2 separate regions of the Gasterosteus aculeatus genome follow, and region 2 is linked to region 1. The links are chromatin contacts, called in public Hi-C maps. All regions are on one chromosome and are shown on one strand. The core of a region is the stretch at or near the end of the contact, and the rest is flanking DNA. Distances in the headings are between cores, read along the strand shown.

Evidence for each region. A called contact is a pair of places that touch in the nucleus more often than the background predicts.
Region 2: a contact with region 1 is called in a Hi-C map of skeletal muscle, with 1.9 times the contacts expected there. The contact joins the enhancer-like site here to the promoter of LOC120834755 in region 1. A contact is called at or near these places in 2 of 6 Hi-C or Micro-C datasets (skeletal muscle and whole body).

What each region holds. Positions count from the first base shown.
Region 1 is chr17:9,395,223-9,399,380 of fGasAcu3.hap1.1, forward strand. LOC120834755 (von Willebrand factor A domain-containing protein 1) reads right to left here and starts at 2,571. Exons shown (of 5, transcript XM_040203003.2): 1 at 2,270-2,571. The coding sequence starts at 2,351.
Region 2 is chr17:9,484,390-9,488,726 of fGasAcu3.hap1.1, forward strand. celsr2 (cadherin, EGF LAG seven-pass G-type receptor 2) reads left to right here. Exons shown (of 34, transcript XM_040203515.2): 13 at 66-207; 14 at 308-428; 15 at 530-713; 16 at 836-937; 17 at 1,086-1,180; 18 at 1,346-1,555; 19 at 1,654-1,837; 20 at 2,054-2,372; 21 at 2,646-2,813; 22 at 2,903-3,026; 23 at 3,106-3,306; 24 at 3,401-3,575; 25 at 3,979-4,091; 26 at 4,306-4,337. Among protein-coding and RNA genes, the nearest start is that of dstyk, 24 kb to the right of the region's middle. Within about 2 kb of position 2,757, at least 7 of the 9 cell types and tissues checked have open chromatin away from gene starts, as enhancers often do.

The DNA of each region.
Region 1 (4,158 bases), core at 1,321-3,820:
GAGGCTGTAATTACTGCCAAACAGCCTTCAACAAAGGCCTTTGTAGAGCAAAGGCTGTGAACATGTACCCATGTCCTTCCTTTTTAATAGAGTTTAATTACGCTATTAGTTATTGTTCTTATTTTTGAGGAAAAAATGAATTTAATCCATTTTAGAATAAGCCTGTAACATACTTTCCGGATTAGGTGCAAAGACACCAGAGACGGTTGGCAGTGATGAATCGTACCACAATGACTACATACATATCTCAGTCTTGTAACACCGATTTATTTTAGCTTAGGCTCATTTTGTTAATGTCATAGATGCTAATGCTGTCGTTGGGGAAGCAATACTATAAAGAACAAAATGCAATAACAGGTATATGAAGTGTTTTATTTTGTAATACTGGCCATTTTAGTTTAATTATTATGTAACCATATTGAGATTCCCATTAAAGCAGTGAAAACTCCTTCCCCAACCACCAAAAAGCAGTGCAGTGCATAATAAGGGGAAAAAATTATCCCACATATTAGATTCACTCGAATAAACATCTTCTACCTTCATCACACCTCAGGAGCCATTGTGCTCCATTTCCACATCCGTGTCTGTAGTGGAGTAATTTTCAATGGCAAGAATGAATTATAGCTGGAAGCACCATCCTGCACAATCAGATCTCCAATACATTTGGTGACTCAATTAACTGTTGTTGAACTGCATGTGGCTACACTACATGTGGTACACGTTGTTCCCATATAGTTCCAGTGTTATAGACACAGGGCCTACATCATCACATCTAAAAACATATGAAGTGACAATCTGTCGTAGGATAATTTAGATTGAGGGTTGTCAAGATTTTTAAACGTGTGCCCTAAATGAAAATAAATTCAACACTAATTTCCTAATTGTCCTCCACATAATGTATACATCTGCTTTATTGTGTCCCTTCTACCACACGCTTTGCACTTTTCCATTTGCAGCTCCTACGCAGAACACACCCATTCTTTTATTGCAGCAGTGGTCCATAATCATTAAACTTTTATAGAGAGACAGAAAATAAAACAGCAGGAAAATAAACGGGGAGGTAGGAATGAGGGGAAAGAGCGCAATAAGGCATGTGTATGTACGTAAGTGGAGCAGCTGAAGGGGAAAACGGGACCCGAGACAGAAAGACGAGGGGAGATGGTTGGATAAGAGTTGTTGAGGGAGATGCAAAGGCATTGCTCCATCTTTGCATTCCTCAAAGGACAATACATGAATGTGTATTTGTGAGATTTGAGCGTGCCTGTCGTATCATTGGTTTGTAGTGCCAAGGCCTTAGTGCAGAGACGATCAAAAGATATCACCCTGGGATGTTTTAGGACAGAACAGAGTTGGCGCACTTTTACTTGCATATATTTCTGGGTCCCAAAAGGCTTTAATATCTCCGGCGGTGACATCATTTGGACGAGATTACATTTTCCATAGCTGTTTTTGTCCCATAATAAGCCACAAACTGGCACCTTTTGAAGCTATGAAATATCTCACTATATATCACTTCCATGGGTGAAATAAGTATTCAAATCCTTTATGATCAAAAATATGAATGAATGAATATTATTAAGTGACAGCAAATAACTATTTAGAAGTAAAATAACTCTGTTAACCTGTAATCATCAGTGCGTAAGTGCTGCTACTCTTATGTATTAGTACTGTTATATAGCATTTTATTGTAAGCTTGTTGAAGCAAATCTAATTTTTGTAGATATTGTTAAGAAGTTGAATCGATATCAGCTTCATATATTTCATAGGGATCATGCGTTTTGTATGTAAAATGATGAAACCAGTTGCTGCAGCAATCAATAAAATGTAATGGGGTAAAAAGTTATAGCACTACTACTTGAGTAAAGGTACTTTCCAGTTTGTAGTGTATGATAACAATTATTCTTTATACTATTTAAAACGATTATATTCATATACAGCATAACCATTATATTTTATATTGATTCGATTAGAGAGCTGTGAACCTATAAAACCCCTTCGATTCTCTGAATTAAAAGTAATGAAACACAAAAATGATCAGCCCCTTCCGTGTGTCAAAGATCCTTAATTGTTCCTTAAATGCCGTTTGATCGTTTACCGGCATTTCTTAATGCCAGCGTGTGACACGTGCAGCGCTTTGACTCACCAAACCTGCAAGTTTTAGAGTGCATCTGCACAAAAGGAAAACACATTAAAAAGGACATTGCAACCTGTCAGCTTACTGTGTACACAGTCTTTCACGTCTGTATGGCAGCATACGTTATCAACTCACCTGTGGCAGGTGAAGCAATCTGCATGCTGCACAGCTGCAGCATCGCCCAGAGAAGATAGACGCCAAGCAAAAAGCCCTTCATCCTCTCTTAGCAGCTTAAAAAAATATATGTAGATGGTCAGAAGCAGCACAGGCAGGAGAAAGAACCTGGTCTTCCTTCATCGGTTTGCGTCGCACAGAAAGTTGGTCCAGTCTGTGTTTCTGTGTACTTCTTCCGCCGCGTTACCCTCGTGTTGCACAAGTCATCCAAACTTTTCTCCTACAAACACACCTGCGTCATCATGCCTGTTCCTGCGGAGGATTCCTTCCCTGCCGTTCCGCTAAGCTCTCTCACCTTGCAGCACATTTCACTCCTCCTCCTGCAGCTGCTGAGCCACAGCATAACATCAGTCACATTGCTTTATTTGGTCTACGATGGGACTTTTTATGTTTTCTTGAAGACTTCCATTTCCTACGGCACTGTAATTTCCACGGAACTTGTTTTGTGCTGGTGTAAACAGACAAGCACCTGAGCAAGTAGACCACAATGCAACAGACGGGGTCCCAGAGGAGCCGTGTCATCACAAGCATGCCGGGATTCAATCCCGGCTGTGGCTGAAAGAACAAAATGAGCTCATCTGTTTTCCCGATACATCCTCTTGTGCTAGAGGAATAACATTGAAACTGATCTGGTTCTCTTGGGACATCCTGGAAAAAGCCCGAGCTGACCACAAAACCCACTATACAACAGTAAACAGTAAACAGGGCGAGGATCAAGGAACGAGAAGGGAACCCAATTATCCAGTCTGTTAGACTGTATTAAAGAAAACACCACGCTGCTTCTTATCAGGGACAAAACTCGGATTAAGTTCAGGGTATTGCAATGCATTTATTGTAGTTGCAATACCGCAGCAATAGGACGCACCCTGCTACTCTGTGTGTGTGTGTGTGCGTGTGTGCCAACAGGTAAAAATAAAAGCCTTTATCAATAAAGGCCACTTAATGAATTTGCCCCTTTTTAGATGAGAGGGCCTTGCAGTGTTAAAAATAGACGTCTGTGTCTTCAGTGGAAATAATGTGGATAATTGGCCTCTATGTGACAGCGTTTTCCATTATTTTCAGTGTGCCAGTTGGGCGTGCAGACTGCAGGACGGAGGAGGGATGGTGAGAGACAGATTGTAGAAAGATAATGTTTTTAAGACGACATGTTTTGATTGTCTTTTGATAAAAAACACTTTTGCTTACATACCAGGCCGGCATACCCGGACAGTAGACGGAAACTTAAGCTCAGTCGACAAAACGGCTGTCTGAAGGTTCAGGGCTGCTGAAGTCTTCTATAGGTTCCTCTATTTTTGGTTAAAGACTAATTAATGATGGTAGTTGGAAGATTTTTTATGACTGCTTTGAATTTCTCAAATCAATACACTTTAAGCATGAAACACATGCACTTATTGGGCTTGTTGTGGAGAGTTACATGTCTTTGTAACCCATGTTTATATGCTAGATGTGAACCTGTGTGCAGATGCATATGCGTGACCTGTACACATTCACAAACATGATATATCATGTTAATATCGTATGGATTCGGGACGCAGTTCGTCATTATGAAGTTTTAACCATTTTTTCAATGCTATACCATATTATAATATATTAAAAGGATCCAAATCTTCATTTTGAGATTCTGTTAAGAGGTCACTGTGTGTCATCTGTGTATACTTATGTACTTATTGGAAATATATATTTACATATATTTACACCTTAAATGTTTATACGTATATCTGTTCTATTTCTTTTTGTTCTTGTTCAATTGTTTGTGTATGCATAAGCATTCGTGGGAAATAAAGCTGATTCTGATTGTTCACAGTATGAAAATTAGTGCCTGGTTGTGCACAAAGTAGGTACATCTGATA
Region 2 (4,337 bases), core at 1,507-4,006, 89 kb after region 1:
AAATACGGTTCACAGTGTTGTGAGAGCACAGCAGCTTATTCTTTCTTTTCACCTTTATTTCACAGGCTACTATGGCACCAACTGCACCGATGCATGCTCACTGAACCCCTGTGAGCACGAGTCAACATGCACCCGGAAGCCAAGCTCCTCTCGTGGTTACACCTGCGACTGCCCTAAGAACTACTTTGGCCGTTACTGCGAAAAAAAGTAAATTTTTTTCAACGTTTATGTAAAACCCTGTATGTTTTTGTGTGGCGTGTTGTTTTGTTGCTCTGCAGGAGAAGTAATGCTGTACTTGTGTGTGCAGAACCGATTTGCCGTGTCCCAGAGGCTGGTGGGGTCACAAGACCTGCGGCCCCTGTAGCTGTCAGACAGACAAGGGCTTCGACTCTGACTGCAACAAGACGAGCGGAGAATGCCGCTGCAAGGTGAGCATGTGCCCGACCTGCACCGACCGAGGCCGCTAATGGAAAACAGATTTTTTTGTTTTTCAATTGATAATCAAAAACTTTGTCTCTCCACTCCACAGGACAACCACTACCTCCCCGAAGGCAGCGACACCTGCCTGCTGTGCGACTGCTACCCGGTCGGCTCCTTTTCCAGAGCGTGCGACCGAGAGAGCGGCCAGTGCCAGTGTAAACCCGGCGTCATCGGGCGCCAGTGTGACCACTGCGACAACCCCTTCGCTGAGGTTTCACCCAACGGCTGCGAAGGTCAGAATGAATCCGATTACTCTCAGGTTATTACAATGCTTAATTCATAGGCCCCACTTTATTGTAGCTAGAAATATATTAAATATATTAAATCTCTCTCCCTCCTGCTCCACCTCACTCAGTGATCTATGACAGCTGCCCTCAGGCCATCGAGGCCGGGATCTGGTGGCCCAGGACTAAGTTTGGTCTCCCTGCAGCAGTTCACTGTCCCAAGGGAACTCTCGGTATGATGTTTTTTTTTCAGGCTGCCCATCAAATGACCAGTATAATAATATATAAGCAGTATATTAAACTTGCCTCAAGCCTTCTCTCCCCGCTGCAGCTCCACTGTTTCTCAACTCCCACGTGGTAACTTTCTCCCCCTTTCTTCAGGCACAGCGATCCGCCACTGCGACGAGCACAAGGGCTGGCTGCCTCCCAATCTCTTCAACTGCACCTCTGTTACCTTCAGCAAGCTGAAAGCCCTGGTGTGTGGCTTCTCCCTCCGTCTTATCTTTTTAAATGAACCTTAGGATTCCAACAATAACACCCTCATTTGTAATTGAAATTGATATTTTTCAGTTCGGTTAAAAATACCTTTTACTCACGCAGCATCAAAACGTAAATGAATGATTATCCTTTCCTCCCTCCAGTCTGAGAAGTTTTCCCGTAACACGTCGCTGCTGGACTCTGGACATGTCCAGCAGACGGCCGCCATGTTGGCCAACGCCACCTTGCACACGGAGAAGTACTACGGCAGCGACGTGAAGGTGGCTTATCGGCTCACGCAGAGTCTTCTGCAGCACGAGAACAAGCAGCAGGGCTTCAACCTCACAGCTACGCAGGACGTCCACTTCACTGAGGTGAGCAAGCGTGTATCTCAACAATAAACAACAACAATGCATTGTTGCCGTTTTGGCAACTGTCACTGTCAGCTGAACTCTCGCTTGTTTTCTGACAGAACCTGGTCCGCGTGGGCAGCGCCATCCTGGCTCCGGACACACGGACGCACTGGGAGCTGATCCAGCACTCGGAGGGCGGCACGGCAGCACTGCTGCGCCACTACGAGGAATACGCAAACACACTGGCTCAGAACATGAGGCAGACCTACCTCAGCCCCTTCACCATCGTCACACCACACATAGGTGAGAGGCTGGGAGGACCCACGAAGGCTGTGGGCCGCCGGGGATCCATATTCCCAACGTGCAGTGGGTGCATATGCTGTTTTGTCGGTTTGAAAAAATGTTTATGATCAGGACAACATCGTTGGAGTAATTAAAGAACAGAAAGCAGATAAAATAAATTAGAAATCGTAATCATATTATTATCACAATATAAACACATAATGTTTTTCCCCACAGTCATTTCTGTGGATCGCCTGAAAAAGATGAATTTCGCTGGTGCCAAACTGCCGCGGTACCAGTCCCTGAGGGGTCCTCGTCCTGCTGACCTCGAGACGGCCGTCACGCTGCCCGATTCCGTCTTTCAACCACCGGTGGACACTAAAGGCCACAGACACCTGGATGTCTTCCCGGAGTCGTCTCTGAAGAACCGGTCAGCCAATAGGAAGAGACGCCACCCTGATGACGACCAGCCCGACGCCATCGCCAGTGTGATCATCTTCCACAGCCTGGCCTCGCTGTTACCAGAGAGCTACGATCCAGACAAGAGAAGTCTGCGGTAAGAACAATTAACTGGAAGCAAAGACAACGGTGTTACGGGTTATTCTTCTGTGCCATTGACCTCTAAATCATCCAACAATGTTCCTTTGTTAACATCAACACGGTGCATAGCTCATCAAATATGTATTATTCCACTGCTGAAAATATTTACTCTTGTTGTAACTTACTGCCAATGCGTTTGGGACACTCTATACTTTTGACCATTTTTCTATAGATTCAGTTGGAAACAATTCATGCCTTTGATCGTGTATTTCTTTTACGTTGTCTTCAGGGTGCCAAAGCGTCCGGTCATCAACACGCCAGTGGTCAGTATCACTGTCCACGACAACGACGAGCTGCTGCAGCACGCACTGGACAAACCCATCACCGTGCAGTTCCGCCTGGTCACCACCGAGGAGCGCTCTAAGCCCATCTGTGTCTTCTGGAACCACAACATACTGTGAGTACAGCAGAGCTCTCGGGATTAGAGAAGAAGCGTGAAGTTGTGGTATTCTTACATTTTCCTCTGTTGTTTGTGCTTCGTGTCAGGGGCGGGAATGGCGGCTGGTCGGCGAAGGGCTGCGAGGTGGTTTTCAGAAACGGCACCCACATCAGCTGTCAGTGTTATCACATGACCAGCTTTGCCGTCCTCATGGACATCTCCAGGAGAGAGGTGAGTGACGCGAAAGAGTCCCAATAAAACCACGAAGATCGTTATTCTGTGACTCAAACGTCTCTCTTCCAATCGTCAGAATGGAGAGATCCTGCCAATCAAAATCCTGACGTGGAGCACAGTGGGAGTGACGATGGGCTTCCTCTTCCTCACCACGATCTTCCTCCTTTGTCTGAGAGCCATGCAGTGCAACAAGACCAGTATAATCAACAACGGAGCTGTTGCGCTCTTCCTTTCCGAGCTCATTTTCATCCTGGGCATCAACCAGGCAGACAACCCGGTAATCAATCTGTTCTCCGTCTATTCCACTTAGTGTTTCCTCCCCGTGTTTTAATCTTCCCTCCGTCTTCCAACCTGATGTTCTCTCTGTGCAGTTTATGTGCACCGTCATCGCCATCCTGCTGCACTTCTTCTACCTGTGCACTTTCTCCTGGCTCTTCCTGGAGGGTCTGCACGTCTATCGCATGATCAGCGAAGTGCGAGACATCAACTACGGACCCATGAGGTTCTACTACCTGATTGGCTGGGGAGTACCAGCCTTCATCACAGGTCCGGACCTTCACAAGAAACTGTATTTTCTGTACACATTTAAATCTCTAGCAGCAGCCCCAAACTTGATGGTCATGACTGTCATGCCAGTTATGCAAATCTACTATATGATACTATACGATAATGAGGGAAAATGTGTTTCACCTTTTATTTTCAATTTACACAAAGCAGCTGACCTCATTTGGTGGCATCGATCACACAGCTTCGTTATCCAACACACTCACTGCGTGAGTGACTTAAGTCACAGTGAAAATTACAGTGTTAATACGTGAGACACCTCCAGTAAAGTGTTCTGAGAGCTGGCGACTTTAGATGAACAGCTCTCTTGGAACCAAAGAATGTTTACACACACCGCAGCTGTCATCTGACGCCGCTGCGTGTCTTTTGGGGGGTTTGTCTGCAGGTCTGGCAGTGGGACTTGACCCTGAAGGCTACGGGAACCCAGACTTCTGTTGGCTGTCCATGTACGACACTCTCATCTGGAGCTTCGCCGGGCCGATCGCCATGGTGGTGTCGGTGAGTCCCTGTACATCCCTGAGATCCACACTGTTGTTTGAGCGGAACTCCGTAAACGCGCTCCAACGCGGCGACTCAAGCCGACCTCGTCAGAGCGACTCCAGAGAGTAAACACGCCCTCCGCTGTCCTGACGGGGAGATTAGTTTGACGTTTACTCTCAAAATCTCCCGCCATTTTGTAAGTTGTGAAGCCGTTTGATTAATGTGTCCACAGATGAACGTCTTCCTGTACGTCCTGTCGTCCAG